2 separate regions of the Mus musculus genome follow, and region 1 is linked to region 2. Evidence: chromatin contacts called from public HiChIP or PLAC-seq data. All regions are on one chromosome and are shown on one strand. Each heading gives the region's core, a stretch centred on a gene start, on an enhancer-like site or on the middle of the called end of the contact. The rest is flanking DNA. Distances are from core to core; before and after follow the strand shown. Region 1 holds the start of Msantd4 (Myb/SANT-like DNA-binding domain containing 4 with coiled-coils). Region 2 has its middle 25 kb from the start of Aasdhppt.

Evidence for each region. HiChIP or PLAC-seq counts read pairs in DNA pulled down with a chosen protein or histone mark.
Region 1: an H3K4me3 HiChIP or PLAC-seq map of embryonic stem cells shows a contact between it and region 2, with 6 times the contacts expected there. The contact joins the promoter of Msantd4 here to the enhancer-like site in region 2. A contact is called at or near these places in 7 of 39 promoter capture datasets (the 3T3-L1 cell line, 3T3-L1-derived adipocytes, the C10 cell line and 3 more), 3 of 115 datasets of contacts at active chromatin or transcription factors (the SCID.adh cell line, bone marrow-derived macrophages and embryonic stem cells) and 4 of 9 other capture datasets (adipose tissue, liver, macrophages and 1 more).

The regions. Positions count from the first base shown.
Region 1 is chr9:4,375,089-4,378,187 of GRCm38.p6, forward strand. It overlaps Msantd4 (Myb/SANT-like DNA-binding domain containing 4 with coiled-coils), which reads left to right and starts at 1,464. Exons shown (of 3, transcript NM_145609.2): 1 at 1,464-1,535.
Region 2 is chr9:4,282,491-4,285,645 of GRCm38.p6, forward strand. No RefSeq gene overlaps it. Among named protein-coding and RNA genes, the nearest start is that of Aasdhppt, 25 kb to the right of the region's middle. Within about 2 kb of position 1,596, at least 26 of the 459 cell types and tissues checked have an H3K27ac peak or open chromatin away from gene starts, as enhancers often do. A contact at or near this core is called in embryonic stem cells, where this site is marked.

The DNA.
Region 1 (3,099 bases), core at 214-2,713, 92 kb after region 2:
CAACATTTTGTCATGCTTTTACATCTTTTTATAAAATGTCTATTACATGCTAGAAGCTTTGCTACGCAAAAAAAAAAAAAAAAAAAAAGAGCTATAATGGGGAAAATATAGGTTGTGGTTGATCTCACTTGAGCATGATTGTCAGAGTCAACAAATAAAAAATGTGGAATGTCACCCTGAAATTGTTATTCAAATTTAGCTTGCCATCCTTCCCATCTGGCAAACTTATATTGGAGAGATAAATTGAAGTAGCTGCGAAGTAACTGCATAGGAAAGGTTACTTTAGAAAATAATTTCTCGGGCAGTGGTGGCACACGCCTTTAATCCCAGCACTTGGGAAGCAGAGGCAGGCAGATTTCTGAGTTCGAGGCCAGCCTGGTCTGCAGAGCGAGTTCCAGGACAGCCGGAGCTACCTGTCTCAAAAAAACAAAACAAAACAAAACAAAAAGACAAAAACAACAACAACAACAACAAAAAACAAAAACCAAACAAACAAGAAAGAAAGAGAGAAGAGAAGAGAGAAGAGAGAAAAGAAAAGAAAAAAGAATTTCCAAAATGAATTCTGATCCTGGGAAAGCCTTACAGGGTGGAAACACAGCAAGGCAAAGGCAGTCCCTAAGACACTAAAGAGTTCAAAAGAACAGTGGAGAGCTGGGGGAAGCAAAAAGGGAGACCATGTTAAAAAAAGCCTGAGAGAAAAGCAGGATTAGGATTTTAAAAGCCTAAAGAGAATTTCCTAATTTGCATATTAGGAATAATTTCCCCCGAGAAACTGTAGGCGTCTCAATTTGACTCTAATTTGAAGAGTGGGCTGTGAGAGGATGGGTATTAGTAATTTTCAGGGAGAACTGGACATTCCTGAAACGGAGGAAGTGGGAAACCAGGTTCACTGACAATGCCAAAGGAGACATCAGCCCGTAGGGCTCTGAAGGATCAGAGGGAGGAGATGGAGAACACTGGAGAAACCGTCCACAAGCCAAATGTTCCATTTTAGGTTAAGAGTACAAAACGAGTCTTTGATTTGAAAACTGCAAAGGCAACGTCAGAGGTTGAGGTCCACGGAGACCGCAGCTAGGTGAATAGGAGAGGAGGACCCAAGGGTTTCCATTTTTCCTTGGCCTTATCGAAGATCAAGGACAGGAGCGGAGTTTGGAGATTGAAAGGCCAGTCTCCATCGGGCGGAGCAGCGAGGCAAGACTGTCTCTAGGGACCAATCCTTTGCTAGAGGACGCTTGATTGACAGGGTCACGTGGCAAAAAGTGAGCGCTGAACGGGAGGCGAATCACTTCGGGGCGTTGTCCAGGGCACTAACCCGGAACCGGTTTGGGACTCGATTCCCATTGTGAGGCCTGGCCTGAGGCGGGCTCTAAGGCAGAGTGGCAATTCCCCCTGGACAAATGGATTAGCTGCAACCCATGAGCAACAGCCATCTCAGCCAATCGGAGCAGGCAGAAGTTGGTGGGCGGGGACTCCATGAAGCATCTCTTTTCCAGCACCCTCAGGGGCGATCCGACAGAGGTGCCCCGGGGTCGCAGGTGAGTGTTGGGTTGCAGCGGAGCAACGGGGACTGGGGAGCTCGAGGGAGCAGAGGAGACTTGGCAGGGTGGGTCTCTGTGGGGTGTCGCCTCGGTGAGCTTTGGTTTTGACATTGAAGAGCGCAGGATCCCGAGGCTGTGGAGTAAAGTCCCACTCATAATTGTCACCTGACTCGGGAGAAGCTCTGGGCCTCTGCAGAAGTGAGGGAAACCTAGGTAGGGCTATTGCTGACCATTCGGAAAGCAATAATAACCCTCCAAGTTGCCTGGACTCTAGTTGGGCGCTGCACCACCTTGACCCCTCCCCCACCGAAAACTCCAGGCTGTGGGATCCATCGTCCCAGAGGCCTCAACTGCACCTTCCCAACGTTACTTCGTAGCGGGAGACCCTTAAGCAAACTTCAGTTGTGTTTATCACCTCAAGTTTTAAAGGAAGGAAAATAATTACCCTGTAATAATATTGAGGAAAGGGAAGTCACTCTTGAAATAAGATTGGAGTGAGACAGGGGTGGAGGGAAGTTTGTAGATTTGGAATGCTTTTCTTCTTAACTACTTAGTGACTCCCTCTCTCCCCCGCCCCCCCCCAAACCTACCCTCTTTCCCTCCCTTCTTTCTTCCTTCCTTCCTTCCTTTCTTTTTTCCTTTCTTTCTTTCTCTCTCTCTCTCTTTCTTTCTTTCTTTCTTTCTTTCTTTCTTTCTTTCTTTCTTTAATTTAGATGTTATTGCCAGTTTTTTTTTTCCAGATCTTTTAGTTCTATGTTAGACAAAAACCTAGAAAGTCCATTCAGTCGTTACAGAGGAAATACCTAGTTTTATCTTACAGTACATCATTGGTAGTTATGTGAGTGCACTGCACAACATTTCTGTTTCTGAACAGTAAAGAATAATTGTGGAAGCCCTCCACAAGTTGGAGGGTTATTTATTCTTCCTTTCCCAATGGTCAGGAAGTTCAGGAAAACAGCTGCTGTCTGTGGTTCGAACACTGGGACCTGAGATTTAGTGACTGACTGTCAAGTTCCTTACTGTAAGAACAGGATGAAAACAATAAAGAGGGGGACGTGTTGGGCATCAAAAATAGTGTAATTGTACATTTTATGACCGGTTCTATCCCTAGCACCAGGAATGGTGCCCCAAATGTAGGAGCTGAGTAAATACCTTTGATGAACTTATTTGGGAGTCTGTTAGAGAAAATCCAAACCTCTCATACACAGCATCAAGGTACTAGGAATGGTACAAAAAGACAGACATATTCATAATCTGCTAGTTTTTGCTTTTGTAAACGCAGCTAACAGATTTTATCTCTGACTGCACTGATGCTCAAATGTTCTTTAACTCAATACTGTCAAGGCTTCAGGTAAAGTCTTTCTCTGGATTAAGTGAAGACTGACCAGAATAAGGGTCCTCTAGAGTAACAGAACTTTTAGAAAGTATGTATGTATGTGTGTATGTATATATATGTATATATATATACATACATATATATGAATGACTTACCAGCTGCAGTCTAATCCAACAGTGGCTGCTAATCCAACAGTGGCTGGCTATAAATGGAGAGTCCAAGAGT
Region 2 (3,155 bases), core at 346-2,845:
GGTCTGAAGCCCCACAGGAGGCACATCAATATGAACTAACCAGTACCCTCAGAGCTCCTTGAAACTAAACCACCAATCAAAGAAAACACATGGTGTAACTTGTGGCTCTAGCTATATATGTAGCAGAGAATGGCCTAGTCGGTCATCAATGGGAGGAGAGGCTCTTGGTCCTGTGAAGGCTCTATGCCCCAGTATAGGGGAATGCCACGACCATGAATGGGAGTGGGTGGGTTGGGGAGTGGGTAGGGGGGATAGGGGATGTTCGGATGGGAAATTAGGAAAGGGGATAACATTTGTAATTTAAATAAAGAAAATATATAATAGTAATAGTAATAATAATAATAATTTTTCCTTTCTTGGGATCCTGTTAGCTCCATTTCATTTTCTAAAGTTTCTTCAAACTTTCTTTGCAAGTCAAGCATTAATCTGCAACTACCATTGTGCAGCTCTTCCATTGTTTCCAAGATAAGAACACACAGCATGCACCTGGGCCATTAAGATTTTACTGTGCAGTGTCTCATGCCTCAATTTTTAATTCTTTAAAAATCATTACATCAAGGAACACCCAAATTCACAGAATTCACCAGAGCAGAAAGAAAAAGAAGTAAGAAAGTCAGATATAATAGAATTATCCATAGCAAGGACAATTGAAAAGCAGTCACACACAAATAAATCCATGCAGTCTAGGGCTAAGGTTAGGAGAAACCCTGTCTTCAAACACACACATACACACACACACCCGCAAAAAAAAAAAAAAAAAAGAGCTGCCGCAGGCTACTGAGATGTCTCCATCCCAGCCTACTGCAGGCAGTCCCCTATTTCAGATGGCAGGTCCCCCGAAGGGATGTGTTTCCTGCTTCTCAGGGTTTCAGAAGCCATCCTTTTCTACAAGGAGCTGCTGCGGGCTTCTAAGATGCCTCCATCCTGGCCTACTGCAGGTAGGCCCTGTCATTGTATGTTGTCCCCAGCAAGCTACAAAAAATTATGTGATCAAATAATGGAGAACAAATTTCAGGAGAAAGAATCAGAGGAAGTATCAACAAGAATTAGAAGCATGTTATATGTTTATATATTATTCATTCAATTCTTATATTAACAATACAAGATTTGCATGGGTGTTTCAGTGCACACAGATACACTTTTTTTTTTTTCTGAAAAATCAAAACAAAACAAGAGTCCATGGCTTTATCAGATTCACAAGGAGCGCCCTACAGTCCAGAAGAGATCCGCACACCTGCATGCCAGTGACACATTGACATGTGGGTTCCACAGGAACCACAAGAAACAGCAGCTGTTTCCAGTCTTGTCCAATGAAGTAGTCAGAGCTTTTCTCATAAGATTAGAATGGCATGGTAAGCCTCCTCCTCTCACCAGCTAAGAAGCTATTAGAAAAATCTGCAAGTGACTATATTATGTAACTCTTGTGTATCTGGGAGTATATAAGGAGATTGGGCAATGTAACCTCCCCCACCATGAAGCAGGCTGGGTCAGACTCCATTGCCACTGAGAATTAGACCACCTGGGGTGGAGCCTTCCTGCCTAGACGGCTCTATTGTTCTTCCACCCGCCACTTCACCTCCAAGACACTGCTACCTGCTGAGAGGCCGCTGAGATACTCCAGAGGAACATCCTATCCTGTACCTCCCCAAAAGGCTGGCTCCAGACACCAAGAATGGACTGGTGGGGGATGGGCCTTCCCCCTTATAAGCATACTCTCTTAGTAAACTGGCCTTGAACAGAACCTGTCTTGGTCTCCATTAATTTCTCTCGCACTCTAGTCTCTTTCAGCCCCAGCCTGCCTCCCAGGTGTACCCGGTTCAAGTAGGCCGCGGGCCAGCTTACAACAGGGCAATTCAATGTTAATTAAGTTCACTAGAACAGGCTATCATTATGTAGGTCTAGCATCCCTCTCACAGTTTGATTGGGAAATACCCCTTTCCCCAACTCTTATGGTGGCACTATTTGGAGAAGGTGTCATCTTTAGGAGACAGAGACTGGCCGAAAAAAACAGACCTTGTCTAGAGAAACCTCTTCTTACTTCCTGTCCCTTAGGAATAATTGCTACTCTTTCTTTTCCTTGATTTCTCCATGATGTCTACCAACCATGAACTGAATCCCCTGAAACCATGAGGTAAAATAAAGCTTTCTTCCTTTTTTCCCTTTTAAATCACAGTGATGAGAAGACCTAATAGTCCCTATAAAAAACAAAAAACAAACAAACAAAAAAACGGAACTAGTGCATGCCAGGTGGTGGTGTCAAATGCCTTTTGGCCCAGAACTCAGGAGACAGAGTCAAACAAATCTCTGAGTTCATGGCCAGTTTGGTCTACAGAGCAAGTTCCAGGGCAGGGCTGCGCAGAGAACCTGTCTCAAAAGACAAAACAAACAAACAAACAAACAAAAAAGAGGAAAAACTATTTGGGAACACAAGGATAAGGTTAGATCTATGAGTCAGTGGGAGGAGGTGTCTCAAAAATCAACCCTACTACAGGCTTGATCTCAAAATTCCATTCTTCATCAATGAGCAAAGTTTTCTGCTGTGAATGAACTGCCTTTAGTGTTTTGTTTTGTCCCCCTCTCCCCTGCCCCGACAGCCCTAGAAAACCAATAAAGAACCCCAATAATTACTCATTCAACAGTTACTGAACTTCTGGATACAGGAAAGTAGAAGTAAACAAAAGCATTCCAGAGCCCTAAATGGAATAGAGCAATTAATAGGGAAGAAAGTAACATGTGCCACTTTATAGTGTTAAGTAACAGGAATAAAAGTAGAGGCAAGATCATAAATGTTGGCAATTATAAAGATGGTAGTGTACAAACTTTGACAGAATGTGACACACTTAAAAGATGATATTTGAATGAAGACAACGAAATTAACAGTGGACCATGTAAACAAGTATATAGAGCATTATATACAGGGGGTAAGAGTGTGAATGAAAATTCAAAAAGTGAATTGATGAGTAACTAGAGAGATCATGAAGCAAAGCAATAAGAAGTTGGGTCAAGGAAGTAAGCAAACCCAATCCACCCGAAGTTCAGGTAGGGAGATCCTGGATTTTCCTACAGATGAGGAGACAGTCCTGAGGAGTCTGTGGTGATCATCCAAGTAAGAAAGCTTAGATGAGGATGGCAGTAAATGTGGTTTGACAGACTTG